Linked DNA regions of Acanthopagrus latus: region 1 is linked to region 2. A link is a contact called in public Hi-C data. All regions are on one chromosome and are shown on one strand. Each heading gives the region's core, a stretch centred on a gene start, on an enhancer-like site or on the middle of the called end of the contact. The rest is flanking DNA. Distances are from core to core; before and after follow the strand shown. Region 1 holds the start of sema4ab (semaphorin-4A). Region 2 holds the start of eepd1 (endonuclease/exonuclease/phosphatase family domain-containing protein 1).

Region 1 (2,700 bases), core at 23-2,522, 170 kb before region 2:
TGGACTTGCTTGAAGGTCTTGAAGATGTTCTCTCACCCAAAAGTCAATCAATTTGCCATCAAGACCATTCAGAGTGTAATAGTGAGGTGACATCCTGCACAAACTTGAAAAATTACTGCAACTTTACTCAGCAATCCGACCACTATCAGTGATTCAGCACTCAAACCAGATGTGTGAAGCACACACCATAATTTCTCAAATATGTAATTCTTATGAGATAAGATATGTGGCCTTTCTTTCTTTCTAAGCAAGGATACTTTTTTAAAAGGTCAACAGAAATACCAACACTCCACAACCCTCATACAGTACCAGCCATACAAACATTAATTTCTGCAAAGTCTCAGGCAGGGGATGGCTGGGATATTCATAAATAAAAGCAACTCTAAATTTAAGATTAATTAAAATTAAAATTAAAATGAAGTGCAGCTCTGTACTCCAGCACATTGGATGATGGGAAACAACTGATGTTTTCATCACAGAACATTCATAGTGTTTTTTAGCCTGTGTGAGACAAGGTCCCGCAATTTTTGAAAAACAAAATGTTTTGGACAAGTTAAAATACACTTCAGGGGTGACATCATTATCATGTGGTTGAAAACCTGTCCTCATTTTCCATCGTTTGCATTCCATGAGAACAAGTGGATCTAGAGCGACTATGTGAAAAACTAAGACTAAGTTTTATCTCATTTGTATTCATTTCAAAGCCAATGTGTCAAAGCATCACTGTTCATTATTGAACTTAGAAATAGGAGTTTGACAAAATGACCTTAACTCGAATTCTACTTACTTTTTCAGGATTTTAAATCCCATCTGATAGTCGTCATCTCCTGATGGAAACCTGCAGTTCTGAGCTCTGCTCAACTCTGAGAGATAAAAAAAATTCTATAGAATAAATATAATAAAAGCTTCAAACTGCTGCATTATTTCAAATGCTATCTATGTATGCAGGCGGACACTCTGACACTCTGAGAGCTGCTAATTTACAGCAGCGGCTCTACAATGTTTAAGAAAGGGGTTTGTCGGGCGTTGAAGGAGACGACGTCACTAATGAGACTACTGTCTGTATAGTCTTTATAATGAGGTATTTTAGGTCTCATTGGTTTGATCACAGAATGAGACTTTATTGACTTGGAACGTCAAGGTCCAATAGGGGAAACAGGGAGGGGTGGGAGTTCAGCTCATTCTCACATTAATGGGCTTTCATTTTTGGAGTCACTGCAGTGAAGTAGTATGAGTAGAAGGTGTTAAGTAGGTTGTGCTTGGGTTCTAAGGAAGTCTTAACGGCCCTTCTCTTCAGATGGCTGTGATGTGTGTAGCTGTCCTGTAGGTGGAGGCTGACGCCTGTTGGACCTGCAGATGGGAGGAGGCTCCTCTTGGGCTTTGTTGTTATAGTAATGGCTCGATCCTAACCCTCGGTCAGCGTTTTCCATCACCGGTCACGTTTTTTTCTGTACAGTTTTCATCGATGCAAAGACAGATGGGCAGAAGGCGGAATTTCCTTCTTGGCGTTAAAAGAAGAAGAGGAGGGAAGGAAAAAACCCACATAATGTAAGAGAACTGTCTCACATTTCCTACACCATTTAGTCCTTTAAGATTGGCTGAAAAACGCCTCTGCTATGTTTGACTTCGTCCTATTGCATAACCTGAAAATGACTTCTGAGCACCATAAAGGTGAAGCCACAGGATCACTGTTTGAATACTGGACTATAATCTGTTGTAGTACTGTTAGCAGCAGGTTTGAGCCTGAGCTCAACTTCAACGCGTTTCATGGGCGTTTAGTTTGTGTTTGAGTCTTGGTCACAGCTGTGAACTGGCTCTCTGCTGGTGCCGCTCTGTCTTACCATTACTGACACCTTAGCTAATGCTACACAGGACCCACACAGTGCCACAACACAACACTGTACAGCAAGGAATGGCATAACAGTTACTGCTAAACAAAGAGAACAAAGCTAAAGCTATGTTGAATCTCTCCCAGTGTATTACAGTGGCAAAAGTAATCCGTAACAAATGATACCCGTTAGTATGCCTGCGTGTGTTGCTGACATGTGGCGGCAGGTTTACTTGCATAGGCCTGTTTAACTGGTGCCTGCATGCGTCATGAGCAGCCAGTGAGCGTTAACTAGTGGAGCACAGCCATCTAGTAAACTGGTATTGGATACTTGACCTCACATTTCCATAGCTTATTTGTTTTTTCCACACTAGTACAACAACTGAAGGCTTCAGCATACATTAGCATCAGTCAGTAAACATAGACTTACTCAGAGTGCAGTGCATGAGTCAAACTTGAAAAGAAATATACTGTGTAAGGCCACTGGCAAGTCTTTACACTGGGGCATCATGATAGCTGAATGCTTTATACACATCCCATATACAGTCAACATGAACATGTACATAATGTCAGTCTTCAGTTCCAATGATTACTACTGCTCTCATGTGTCTGAGATGGAATGAGTGGAACACATACTACTTTGTCACTAAAACATTCATGAAGTTTGGTTCGGTAATTCATTTAATATAGGTCTAATGAAAGTGTGACCAAATCTGCTGGATCAAAAATATACATGCAGTAACTTGAACAATCAATGTTGGTATAGAAAGTTGTGTGAGTCACATGGTCTTTGTAGCATGGCCTCTTAACTTCTTCTAAGTGATTCCGATTTATAATAGGTGATGACTCCTCTGGGCCCATTTTAATAGGGC
Region 2 (2,865 bases), core at 127-2,626:
TTCATTTCAAAACACACTTTAGACAACAGGAATGAGAACAGTTAAGTTGTACTCACTCATTCTCCAGCAGGGTCATGCACACCACCTCTTTGACTCCAGGGTTGTTGGCCTTATCGCAGGAGCAGCCCTGCAGGCTCCAGGTGCCCAGGCGCACCACGGGCTTCCCGTCACGCAGGGCTGGCGGGGGCTCCACGATGGGACGCACAGAGATGATCTGGGTCGGTCCCCCAGGCGGGAGGTCCAGGTCGTCGATCATGAGACTGAATGAAGTCGGGCTGGGGTGGGACTTGGTGGTGCAAGTCAGCCCCCCGTTGGTGTTGGTAGATGGCGCCCTGGATCGCTCCACGAACACCTGGAAGCGGATTTTGTCCAGCAGGGAGCTGTTGATGTGATGGACCCTCACCAGGTCTTCGATGCTTTTGAACGGGCCATGATCCGCCCGGTACGCTACGATGTTCTTGGCTATTTTCTCCGTAATACCTCGGATGCTCATGAGCTGCGCCGGGGTCGCCGTGTTTATGTTCATCCCGGTACAGGACAGGTGATCCAGATCTTTTCGCAGGGAGGACGGAGAGTGCTGGGACGAACTTGTCCTGCTGGAGACGCATATTTCTAGTTTGATCACCTCCAGTTTGGTGGCACCGACACCGCTCACCAGAGCCAGGTCCTCTACCTTCTTAAACCCCCCGATACAGTCCCGGTACTCAACGATATTCTGCGCAACAGTGCGGTTGACTCCCGGTAGAGTCATGAGTTCCTCCTCGGTGGCTGTGTTGATGTTAAGCCGCTCCTGGTTCACCAGAATGTGGCCGAAGTTACACGCAGCGCTGAATTTGCGCTTTCCGCAGCTGAAGTCTGTGGGGTCCTTGGGGATGGAGCGGTGGCAGCCCAGACTCCCACCCATGGCTCCAGCGGGTCACCGGGGGCTCGGATGAGTAAAGAGGACAGGAGCAGACAGCGGGCCACGACAGAGAGGACAGGCTGAAAGAAGCAAACATGGAGAACACAGAAGTGACAGTCACACAGGTTCACACAGTCGTACACACAGACACCTCCTCCTTCCTTTTATAAGAGACTGCTTCATGTCAAAGGATATCGAACATCGGCACCACACTGCGGTTGTCAGGCTCAATCGTGGCTACATGCTGCATGTATGTCACATACCGGCTCGGCGTCTCTTTGCTCTCCTGCTGCCCGTCTTTCTCTGTGTGTCCTCAGGGGAGATAAGAGCTGGACAAGTAGGCTCCACGATAAACTTTGCCCGGTGACAGCTCGCTGTGTAGCTGTCCACAGGTCGGCCTCTACACACCCTCGTCCGACAGGGAGACGCTAGCACTCACACCGATATGGCTCACAACGCGTTTCAAGTCACAAATATTCAGACATGCAAATACCGGAAATCTTCAAAATAAAAGCATCCTAAATTAATAAAGCGATTGGGATTGTCCACATTTACATTTAGTATTCTTTAACGGTTATGTTTCTGTTATTGTAGTCTAGGCTATACAAGTCATACAAAATGTCATTCTTTATTTAATCTGTCATGCATCTTTTCAAGTGTGCTTCATTCGAGAATCTAAATGACTTAATAAATTAATGAATAAGGGAATGTAAGGCGCACATTATGAACATTTTTGTATTCATTTATTTCCTGTGCAATTTGCCTTCCCTGATTAAAAAACTGTTGTGATGATGTGGTTGGGAATAATTCTTTAGGCTGAAAAAAGCAGAGAAAAACTTAAAACAAAAAAAAAGAAAAGAAAAAAGACATTTTACAACCGTATTTCTTGAACATGTAATATTTCCCTTACATCTATCTATTGTATGTTCCTATTGTGGTGGGTGGGACAGACTGATAACCTAGTGAAAAAAAAAGTTCGTGTCAGTCCAGCTTTTATTTTGAAACTTTCTCCTGTTCTAAAATTTGAGTGCCTCCTCATCAGCAGCAGCTGGGGCAAGGTACACACACACACACACACACACACACACACACACACACACACACACACACACACACACACACACACACACACACACACACACACTAATTCAGGTCACTTCTGGGGAACTATTTACTCAGATTTAGGGTTCTTCCCCATTGGGAACACAGTTTTTGACAGTTATAGCTTTCAAAGACGATTTATAGAATTAAAACAAGGGGAAAAAATGGTCAGCTCATTCAGTGTTTGATTGTGGCCCACATCAATAGAAGGATGTAATTACCAGTATGGCTCCGTCTGCCCTGCTTCTGCCTGATTGAATTATCTCAGTATTATAATTTCAGATAAGCTGCATGCTTTGATTTCATTCTTAATCAACAAAGCCCACGATTGTCCATTGATTTTGTGCTTTCTCTCTTTTGTAGAGGTGTTGAAAAATTCATAAACATAACAGTCTCTCTTTTCTGGTCACAGATCAAATGGCTTTTAATGTATTCTGTGCAAACCAAAATATGAAACACAGACACAAGAAGACAAGTTATATGTTCATACACACACTGTGGGACCAACAAACATGTGCATGTTGATTTCAGTGAAAATAGTGTATTAGTTTCATGCAATGGTCGAAGGTTATAATATTTAATATGCCACACCAGCAATTTTCAAAAGGTGATTCAGAAAATCAAATGTCTTTTGATGTAATCTAATCAATCCACTAGGGTCCAGTTGATGGGGTGTTATATAAAGGGTCCTCCTGAGTGGGTCTATGGGCCAGAGAAGGGACATGACAGAGCGGCTGCTCAGCCGCCCTGAGCCGGCAAGCTTTGAAGAAGAGAGTCTGGTGCAGAGCTGGACCTTCTGGAGGAATAAACACCTAAAGTTGCATCAGATTCTGCTTTGATCTGGAGCTGTTTCCAGACAGACA

Evidence for each region. Hi-C and Micro-C count contacts between places; a contact is called where the count stands out from the background.
Region 1: a contact with region 2 is called in a Hi-C map of muscle, with 5 times the contacts expected there. The contact joins the promoter of sema4ab here to the promoter of eepd1 in region 2. A contact is called at or near these places in 3 of 4 Hi-C or Micro-C datasets (liver and muscle).

The regions. Positions count from the first base shown.
Region 1 is chr3:26,267,186-26,269,885 of fAcaLat1.1, reverse strand. sema4ab (semaphorin-4A) reads left to right here and starts at 1,272. Exons shown (of 15, transcript XM_037092522.1): 1 at 1,272-1,548.
Region 2 is chr3:26,096,889-26,099,753 of fAcaLat1.1, reverse strand. eepd1 (endonuclease/exonuclease/phosphatase family domain-containing protein 1) reads right to left here and starts at 1,376. Exons shown (of 8, transcript XM_037093750.1): 1 at 1,165-1,376; 2 at 57-981. The coding sequence starts at 904.